2 separate regions of the Zea mays genome follow, and region 2 is linked to region 1. Evidence: chromatin contacts called from public Hi-C data. All regions are on one chromosome and are shown on one strand. Each heading gives the region's core, a stretch centred on a gene start, on an enhancer-like site or on the middle of the called end of the contact. The rest is flanking DNA. Distances are from core to core; before and after follow the strand shown.

Region 1 (5,515 bases), core at 1,450-3,949:
AGTTTTTATCACCCATCATTTTGATCTCGCGTTCCATTGGGAAGTGCACTTCTGCCATTCCATTATCATTTGCTACCTTTAAATCCTTTGTGAAATGGCTAATTGCTTGCTTCTTAGTGCACTCGTGCTTCTCTGCTAATGTCAAAAAGCAGGAGAACCTCAAGTGGTAAGTGACAACAGTCTTGACCATCTTGAAGTTACGGCAACAGCAGAAGAAATCTAGCCACCTCCTCCCTACGCCAGCATACCATTTGATGATATCTGCATCATCCAAACAGAGAAGTAGCTTAATTGGCCGTGGCCGGCCCATGGAATTTGTGAATCCAGCAAGCTTTACCTCCTTCCTTACAAGATCTATCGGCACATTGGCCCTCATCTTAAGCTCTGTCAAGTCCTCGACAATCCGTTTCTCATATTGTTCCTCTTCTTCCTCCTCAGCTAGAATCTCCTCTTCTTCTGTCAGGTCATGACCTTTCATGGGCATCAAAAACTTGTCGATTGTCTCTTGAAATTTATCATATGAGTCCACCAAAGCAGGTGGCAATTGATCTCTCACCCTGTTCAATGACAAGAAATCACCTGATGCTAGCAGTCGGTGCCAATATCGGCAATGCTCACGTGATTCGAAGTATTCGGCCACTGTCTCCTCTGCCCAGTCCCTGAACACTTGCTGCACCTCTTTCTCGATCCGGAAATCAAATTCAAACTCCTCGCCCCTCCTCATCCTCTTGGACAAGTGGTTCAGTATCTTCAAGCCAAGCTTCTTCCGCCTCGTCTCCCGTGCATTTTTCAGCTCCTGCGCCTTTTCCGCCTTCATCTTCAGATACTTCTTCCTTGCTCTCTTTGCTTTCTCTGACATGGGTGGGTGCAACACTGACGGTGGCACAGCTTGGAATTCTATCCCCAGGAACTCAATCTTCTCTGATACAGCGCTGTGGATTGAGCTCCCCAATCTGTCCACCCTCACCTCTAAATCCCTCTCCAAGACTGCAATTATCCTGTTCCTGATCTCAATTGTGAGCATCTTCGACCCGGACGTCACAACCAGAATATCATCTAGATATCGAATCGCATATACTCTCACAGGTGTATGCCGAACGCTGTCATCTTTCATTCTAGGATGTTTTTTGTGCACTTCCTCACGGAGGGCCATTATCTCTCCATCCACACGATTGAAGAATATGTTCACTAGCGTGCTAGTGAGCTCTGATTCCTGTGGCAGCCCGCGTCCGAGCTCGCAACCACCAAGCTCAAATGCGACCGCATCAGAGACGAACAGTTCGTTCAGGAACTCCAGGAACCCGGGATCATCGACCTTACTGGAGATGGCACCGAGCAGACGGCAAACGTGGCGAGGGGCGAAGGGCTGCCGCGGGATGGCGACACGGAAGAACCAGGACGCGCTGGGAATGGACTTGAGGTATCGGACAGCTGTGTGGCGGCCGCGGTAAGCGAAGGTGGCTGCGCGCGGGGCGAACACGGCGTCGAGGACGGAGGCGGCGCAGCGCAAAGCGAGGCGGAGCGGTAGCGTGGGGACGGGAAGCGGCTGGCCCTTGATGCGGGACGGGAGGAGGAGGCGGAGGTGGGATGATGGGGATGAGAACGCGGCGGCAGCGGCGGCAATGGTGATTGGTGGGGGCTGGGGCGGGACGGGGAGGGATGGGTGCGCGCGGTGGCTTAGGTGGAGCGCGCAGGAGAGGAGGACGGAGGGGTGCGAGAGGAGGGGGAGAAGAGAGTGGAAGCGGTGGCTGGAGGCAGAGTAGTGACAGCGGCGGAGGAGTTGCTCGAGGTCCGCGGCCGAGAGCGGCGGCGCAGCGGGTGGAGTGGCAGCGGGAGCGTTGGAGAACGCGCGGGGTGTGGGGATGATGAAGAAGTGGCACACGCGGGTGTGGGCGAGGCGGTGGAGCATGAGCGGCGTGTAGATGGAGAAGGTGGACGTGCTGCTCGCTGCGGCGGCCGGGCGGGAGGAAGGTCCGATCGCTGCGCGGCTGCGTCGACAGGGAAGGGATGAGGGACCGTAGCGCGCGATTTGGGCCGAACAATGAGAACGGGCCGACGCGCGAGCACGCGGCAGCGTGCGCAATTTGGGCTGAGCAGTGAGAACGGCCCGACTATCGTGCATGGGGCAGCCTTGTTTAGGTTAAGTAACCCTAGTTAGGGTTATGTGGACAAATATCTGCTTTATCTCTGAGGGGTTTCACATCTCTATATAAGGAACTTGTACACCACCTCATAATACAAAGAAGAGAAAGAGGCCAATGGCCCAACACTATATCCTGTGTCTCGTGTGTTACTCTGTCGTGCTTCTGGGAAGGGAGACGGGTTCTCTACAGCTTCTTGTGCCTCTACTGCTGACGGGAGGGAAGGGAGCAGATCTGGTGATCTGCGGCAACGTAGTTCTCAACACGTTATCAGCACTGCTCTACCCCGACTCGTGGATCCTATCGGCACCGACTCTCCGTCACGCCGGCAGGTCCCGGCCTTGCCGAACTGTCCTACGCGACAGGCTTCGTTCCCGTTTGTCGAACCAGGAATCACGGTATGAAATTTTGAGTGGATCTGCAATTTACTGTTCATCGCGTATATCGCTTGTGAGCCCGTATGCATGCTGCCTGTCAGATCTGATGGCGGCTCGACCGCCCACTAGCCCAGCGAGTAGATCCAGCGGCGGGCCGCCCTCAAGCCCCAGGCCCCAGCGCACAGATCCTCCATGCGGCGACTAGGACACTCCCTGGTGGAGTAGGGGTGGCTCTGGTGGCTGGGCGGTTAGAGACGGAGAAAAAAATAGGCTTGCATGGCTTTTGGGCGATTAACGTTTCCTTGCATGGCGGTTAGAGTCGTGTCTTGCATGGCGGTTGACTTTCTTAGAAAAAAAGAGGAAAGCTAATTTGTGTCATGCAACGACTTGCTTGTGGGCTTCACCATGGCTGGCCGCATGCGGATATGAATTTGCAGCCGTACGAAGCCTATGCGATGGTGCACATGGAGCCTATGTGCCTGTACTGCTGTACCGTTAGCCTATGAAAGATGGAGATGGCGTGGGCGTTTCCCACGAGCGGGTCCTTCGCGTGGACCATTTCTTTCCTCTCCATTTTGGCTAGATAAGATCGAGGTCGATTTTCCATGGGGCTTCTTCCTGGTCGCGAGGCTGCATGGCCGTAAACAAACGTGCGTGCTTGCACAGCGGTTCAAAGAAATAAAAAGGGCTATGGCAGCTTGTTGGTTGAAAAAAGTAAAATAATAGACTTATAACTCAGGGCCTTACGATTTTCCAAAAAAAAACCTTTTAGATTAATCAAGTTTGGTATAATTTATCTATTCTATTTACTTACTGTTATAAATAACAAATAGAATGAAGCATGTTTTATGTTACAATTTCTACCTTATTTAATTATTTCCTGTAGTAAATAATTAGCAAAAAAATAATATATGCTTCAAAATGAGAAAATACCTTTTTGCACTCGATGTGTTTATGTTCGTGTATTAATTTCGGTATTATTTTCTGTTTTATTTCCTGTAGTAAATAGCAGAAAATTATTTGAAATACATGTGGTTATACTACGCATAAATCAAATTGCTCTAAGTATTTGTGTCGCTTTGAGCTTTCGGACTCACATTGAGCAATTAAATTGTATAATGGGTACTCAGACATGCCGAACAGACTGCGTTGTTAATTGACTGAGTTATGACATTGGCTGCGTCATGTGATTGCTATGCCGTAGTCTCGCTTAATCGGACCGCTCCTGTTGAGTCGGACCGCCATCGTCGAGTCACACATTTTTCGTATGCCCTGCAGGCACTGTCCGTCTGTCATGATCATCAAGCCACAGTTGCACCTGTTGTGCACGTTGTGTGGACTTATTGTGTACCCCGACTACCGAGCCACAATTGCGCTTGTTGCGCTTGTTATAAAGGCTTGTTGTATTGTTGTTGCACTGATGGCCACACATACGTTGACGCCAGAACGCTAGAGTTTGTACTTGCGTGGATTGTGGTGTGTCGTTCAAGCCCCTAAAGTCACATTATGCGCAACCTTCGTAAACAATTTTGTTTTCACTCTATATTTTGTTTGATTGTGTTGTGTGGCATCGTATATTTATATATATCGCCAAGTGGCCATAACAACTATATTAAATCTGGGAAATTAAATCGAAATACAATGAAACACAGATAGGTTAAATCTCTGCTCTCTCCTACTGCATAAAGTTTTACCCGAAGTAACCTGAAGAAATTCAATATTAATGCATGAAAGCCTTTTTTTGGCACAGAAAACATCACAAATTGAAATTTTATTAGTAAGCAATAAGACCTTGTCAGATGAATAAATGCTAGAATCTCAGTCATACATTGCTCAACCAGATGTTGGCACATTGCTATTTGTCGCTGAATGGCATGAAGCGAACTTTGAGATAAATGGCTAGTACTTTAGCAACACGAAGTTGCGAGTACATCGAAAGGTAATTCTGAGATTTTTTTTACAATGTTTGTGTGAAAAACCATTGTGTGTTCCCGTCAAACTACTTTACTCGTCCTATCTAGGACCTCTATGCTTTGCATACATCTCTCAGAATTGTAAATACTTATAGTCGTTGAATTGACTTGGAATAGTCCTTTGACTGGTATGGTATACACTATAAGCTAAATGGTAAAGGTCAGTCCTAAATGGACACATACCTGGGGTTTATGTAGCCGAACTACACTGAATTCCACCCTTTGGCATGCTTACCATTATCTACCACCGATCTACCAGAAGTGAGAAGAGTAGACAAATAACTATGAAATCCCACATCACCACAGAGCTTGAAGCTAAATTAGACATTAACATGTCCTTGGTCCTCGGAGCCAGAAGAGCCATATGTCTTGACCACTAGACTACTAGTGATGATAATTTGTGATGGAAATATGAAGATCTTGTAGAGACCTGTTGTATCCTCTCTACCCCTGATGATTTCTTCGTATGAGAGCAGTACTATATGTCGTTGAAGACGGATCCTAGGCGGATACCAGTCTTGTTTCGTTCATGCCAAGCAGTTATCATCATTTGTTTCATGAAAAGCTAGTTATATGGTGATTTTTCCAGATAAAAATGAATTCTTGGCCTTGTTTGTTCTATTCTAAAGCTTCTCTTTTTGCTGAACAATGAAGAGATCGAAATAATGCTTTATAGAACAAGTTGGTATATAATATGAGGAGAAATGTTTGCTCTGCTGGCAGCATCACAAAAAATTGACTATTGTTATTAGTTCTCTCTCAAAAGTATAATACCTAAAAATATTGCATAAATCAATACCCAATTTCAGAGTTGTATGAGTAATTGGGTAAACCATGGGCAGTGATAAAAACGAGCTGGAGTATACATCTCTGCGTATAAAAATTTTTGCTTGACAGCATTGGCCTAATGTTGTGCACTTTACTACCAATATAAGCACACACATTTTTCCTATGTGCCTCAAAGCACAATACAACCAGTGAATGTCCTTGTGAGCGCTAGACCCTGATGGTCATTTTACTTGTT
Region 2 (5,515 bases), core at 1,361-3,860, 550 kb before region 1:
CTACTTCTCCCCTATGAACAAGGTTGACAATAATGAACTCTAAATTTTAGACTATAAGATTTAATGATCGGATCGGATTAGGTTCAATTCTATTTCCATTCATTTTTAAACTAAATTTTATTTAGAACTCTAACATTTTATGAAGAACGTTAGTAGAAACGACAGAAAAAACGAAGTAGATCAATCAACAAATCAAAGAGCACGATATAGATTTACGTGGAAAAACCTACAATAATATAAAGAAAAAACCACGAACATCAGCCATGCGAAACCTTCACTATACATGGAGTGTTTACAGAACACCGTCCATAGACGGCAGCTTTACAAGAGAAGTAAATAATGATGACGCGCTGCAAACCTAACTAGGGTCACTAATATATACCGCGGTGGCTTCACCCCCACCCCCGGTCCAAGGCTCTCGACGATGGGCCTCCGCTCCGCTCGTCAACACGGCCTTCATATGCAGAATTTGGATCACAAATTCAACAAAGAAGCATTTGAATCGTGACTCATTACCACATCTAGCTATGAATTCATATATGATTTTTAAAATATGATCCCATTCCGAGGAGCGTTTAATATAAAAAAAGTTTCGCTGCAAGAAAATTATTAATGTTCGAAAAAAGGGGTATAAGGACGACTTGCTAGTTGCTACTGATTAGGATGAGAAAAACCAACCTCACGACAGTAAAGGATGAGAAAAAAAAAAAGGCTCGTCCCGTCGTCCGCTTGTGTTTTACTTGTCGTTTTGAACATGTGGACATATGTCACTAGCTAGTAGCTAGCGCGCATTTAACAAATTTGTCTAACGATAGTAGTGGGCTAGTTAGGTTTTATGGCCCTTATAATAAAAGATCACATGATTTCCACATCTTCAGCATCAGACAAACCATGGTAGACCAAGTATAGTGCAGTATTTGTACGAACCATTTGAGCGTTGTCAGGACCGCGCGGGGCTCTATGTTAGTAGCGACATATATATTTTTCGGAAACAAAATGATAGGAATAGTTATTTACAAGGTAGGACAATAGTACCTCAAAATTGTTTTCATAAACTGATCTGAGAGAAAGTGGATGTAGAACTAAACAATGGCCCTGTTTGGATCCAAGGGGTAGAGCTAGTTTGGGCTAGTTTGCGCCAAACTAGCCCAAAAGTAGCCAAACAGGAGGGCTAGAGCCAGTTTTTTGCAACTAGCCCATCCCAAAAAACTCTCCCCACCAAGGGGTGATTATTGGGGCTAGTTTGTTGGAAGGCCCACCAAAATCCTTTTTTTCTCTCTTATCCTTCCGCACGGGATCCGCACGTTCCTGGGTCCATTTCTTTTCTTCGATACGCAGGGAAGGACCGGCGCCGCCGTCCTCGAACCGAAGAAACGCCGCCGTCCTCGAGCAGGTCAGCCGTCGCCTCCCTCCGTTCCCTCAGCCTCCTCCTCCCTCTTTTCTTGATCCATGGAAAGGTAGTGGAGGGGCACGACTGGCCACATTGGAAAGAACAGGAAAACAACGGATTTGTTTTGGCTAATTTCTTATTGAATGTATTTTCGACTATTATAATTTACTAATTTATCTACTGTGATTGGCTCATTTTGTTACTGCATATGCAGCCTCACCGTTGCCATGGACGGCGATGCCTTCGACCTCAACTCGCAGGCGCCGGAGACTGATGGTTTCCCGGGGCTTCAGCTGTACGGCAACATCCTGTTCGACTCTGATGGTCTGTTCGATGGCCGTGCCAGCGGCTCTGTGCTTCCTCCGTATCGCCCACCGCGTGCCACACAAGAGTTTATTTGTGTTATTTGTGTGTGGGAGAAGCCACACAAGAGTTTGCCACACTAAATCCGGATAAGGAAAGGTTTAAATGAGACAAATGATTATAAAATAGCATTTATTGTAAACTAGCTCTTCGATCCAAACACGTAGAGGGCTAGAGCTAGTTTGAGATAGAGTTAGAGCTAGAAACTAGCTCTAGCTCTAGCCAGGCTTGAAGGATCCAAACAGGGCCAATACCTAGACACTAGACACTATTAGTATTTATTACTCTCTTTGTCTTTGTCTGTCTCATAGAAACGTCGTTCGTAGGGTCTACTTGGTTTCCTTGTCTAAGACACAACAATTTTTGTGTTTAGGGCTAGTTTGGAACTACATTTTTCCAATGGATTCATATTTTCCCAAGGAAAAATGAACTAATTTTACTTGGGAAAATAAAAATCCCGTGAGAAAACGGTGTTCCCAAACTAGCTTTTAATATTAGTTTTTCAATTCGAACGACTAAGCTTAGATTAGTTGTGTCGTCTTAGACAGAAAACCAAACAAGCGGAGCCTTTAATTCTCGAGAGTCGAGAAGTTAGATAAGTTTTAAAATTTAGCCAAATTTATATAACAAATATTAATATTTACGACGTGCAAATAGTATCATTACATGAATTATTGAAATATTTTACAGTAAATATATTGATGGATATAAATATCTATAATATTTGTATGTTATTTTGAGAAAGCAGGTGAACTATATGATCCAGACATCAAATCCACAGCAGGGCGTCCAAAATCGGATTGGTCCACAGGCCCAAAAGCATGGTATATTCACTCCGGCAGCTGACTGACTCGGCGAGCTCGTTGCCCCCGCTCTGTCTCGCAGGACGCAGGCACGCAGACGCAGCCGTCAATTTAAAGCTGCCCGTTCGCCCGGTTCAACCGCCGCGTTTTTTAACCCCCTCCCCGTCGCTTTCCTCTGCGCCCACCACTACCACCAGTTCACCACCACCGCACCGGGGACGGCGGCCAGATCGGCCGGCGAGAAAACGGAGAAAAGAAAACCAGCCACAAGAGCGCAGGGCTAAACAACTCGCGCGGAGGGCGTCGCCAGTTGCGCAATTCTTTTTCGCTGCGCACATGGCCCCTCCGCCCCTGCGGGCGCGATTCCTTGCACCACCAGCTGCCTCCGCCACCCGCACCCCACTGCGCGCGCATTTTTTATACTATTCTCGTCACATGGCCGCTGCGCCCCCCGCCCCGCTCGCGGCCATTAGATCCTCCTCTGCAAACTCCACCCTCTTCCTCCAAACCTCGCCTCAGCTTCCGGTCGCATTGACCCCCCCCCCCCCCCCCCCCCCCCCCCCCGCACCTGCCTCCTGCGCCTCTGCTTGCGTGCGGCGCCGCTCCTTCCGTCGAGGCCGTGACGAGTCGCCGGGGACGGCGTCTCTCCGAGCCGCGCCTTGTACTTCCAGGTGGGCGATCATTGCTTCCGTGTCGCGAGTTTTAGTGATCGGGAGTGCCGGCCGGCCAGGCATTTTGTCGGATGGGTGGCGGGCGTAGTGCTATACTGCTATTCAGTCAGGCTGTTCCGTTTTTGGCTGTTTTTATTGCTCTTTCGTGCGTGCCAACTTTGCTCGGGCGTATCGCGGTGAGAGATTTGATCTCGAGCTCTCCAGGAACACTTGAGTTTTTTCCCCCAGCATTTCGTCGAATGGGTAGCGCGCCTGGCGCAACAGAGCAGGGACCCTACTGGGATCAGGTCTCCGACATATGCTTTCCACTTGCGCGTCCCGTTGCTTTCTTGATTTCCGTTAAGCTTGCGCCCTTCTTTGGTGGCCAAGTGTTGGACTTTGTGAGCTGTATGCCACGTACTTGATCCGTAACGAGTCCGGTGTGATCCCTTGGAGGGTTCAGTTTAGTTGGTTAAGTTAGTTTTCTCAGGTTTGCATCTCTGTGTTAGCGACCCATCATTCAGTTTTGTGCAGTTATTCAGTTGCGTTTGATTCTGTCCACAGGTGGAGCACCCAGAATCTTAGATTCGGTTGTGCACTTTTTTTGTTACTGACTATTCACTTGATCCAAAGATGATCTCGAGTATGCCTTGAAATGGAACTTTCCATCTTTATGGTTTGGAATTCCATTAAAAGCTGAGCTTTGTGTCAGCTTTTGCTACCGCACGGTTCCTGTGTTTTTCCTTTAAAAAATGATCTGATTTCTGTAAAATTTTATATAATTCCTGTGAAATTCCCGCGTTCCAAAGGATCCTAAGAGTTTTCTTTGAGCAACAGTCAGCCTTTCAGTTAGGTGTTCCATCAAAACCAGTTCCTTTTGGCATAAACTTATATGTGTTCGTTTTATCATTTCTATCATAGTCTGTTCCCCAGGCAGCCTTCCAGTTCCTGTAATCATTTGATTTGCATTGGAAAATTTCTCAATCTACTTATCTATTATCATGTACTCCCTCCATCCCAAAATAAATTTCATTTTAGGGATTTAGTTGATTCATACAATACTTGAAGTATGTGTTTTGAATATGTGTGTAGATTAATCATCATCTATTTGAATATAAACATAGAAACCAAGAGCTAAAACGATACTATTTTGGAATGGAGGGAGTATATGTTGTTTTATTTGATTCCTCTTTGAGGATACCATACTTTTGTTTAATTTGGTACTGAGCTGCAAATGGGATGTATATGCAGATAAGAAGCACCTTCTGATTCTTGCTCTGGCATTGGTTACTCAGTGGAACTGTTATGCTATCCGTTATATGATTCTCAGAGAACAAGGAGCATTTAAATTTCACTCATGGATTAATGTCACCAGCTATAGTCAGCAACATCATCTGTTGGGTTCAACAGTCAGCTCATGTGTGAGTAAAATTTCAATGTGAACAGAAAACCGTGCTGATTATTGAGAAAGATGGGGGACGACTACCTAGCTGAAACTGAACCTGAGGATGAGGTTGCACAATCAATGTGGCCTGAGAACATAGTAGACAAACACCAGAGGCAGTTCAGAATGGAAAAGTTTAGGAAGGACCAAGATGCTTTCAAGGATGTGAAGTTTGATGAAAAGCCTGTTCACGTGGACTTTCAGCGGCTTATGGAAATGGCAAATTCTGAGAAAGGTGTTTCTCAGATGCAATACTTTATGAAGCACTGGGAATATAAGAGAGCCAATGCTGCTCGGCTTCTGGAGGAAGAGCTTGGTCTTCTCTGCCAACAAAGAAAAGAGATTGAACAAAACAAGCAAGAAATCTTGGAGGAGCAACGCTTTCAGGATGAGAGCTATTATGCTGTAAAGCGGCATGTACCAATACTGGATGAAGTTTATGAAGATGAATGGAAGCGACCGAGCAAAAAGAATGATGATCTCTCTCATAGTAGAGAGACTAAAATAGACGCAGATCATGACAGTGTTTCCTACTGGAAAGAGAGGGCAACTAAGTTAGAGGAAAAACTTGAGGAAAGCATCCAAAGGGAGCGTTCTTTGGTTGAGAAATTGGAGGAAAATATAAAGAATCTGCAGTCACACACACCAGCTGAGGAATTCTCTGGAATGCTGAAACGTGCTGATTACTTCTTGCACTTGGTTCTACAAAGCGCTCCTATTGTTATTGCTCATCAGGTACGTTCTGAGATGCCTTTTCAAATAGGGAATGACATGGAGCATTGAATACAGACTTTTATAACAGGGTATAGATAACCCATATATTGTTCTGTTCAGGATGCTGATTTACGGTACCGTTTCATATTTA

Evidence for each region. A called contact is a pair of places that touch in the nucleus more often than the background predicts.
Region 2: a contact with region 1 is called in a Hi-C map of tassel, with 2.6 times the contacts expected there. The contact joins the promoter of LOC109940179 here to the promoter of LOC103629684 in region 1. A contact is called at or near these places in 2 of 25 Hi-C or Micro-C datasets (endosperm and tassel).

The regions. Positions count from the first base shown.
Region 1 is chr6:104,649,865-104,655,379 of Zm-B73-REFERENCE-NAM-5.0, reverse strand. LOC103629684 (RNA-directed DNA polymerase (reverse transcriptase)) reads right to left here and starts at 2,699. Exons shown (of 3, transcript XM_020539364.1): 1 at 1-2,699. The coding sequence starts at 2,122.
Region 2 is chr6:105,198,965-105,204,479 of Zm-B73-REFERENCE-NAM-5.0, reverse strand. LOC109940179 (probable histidine kinase 1) reads left to right here and starts at 2,610. Exons shown (of 13, transcript XM_020539365.2): 1 at 2,610-3,227; 2 at 4,458-5,385; 3 at 5,485-5,515. The coding sequence starts at 4,678.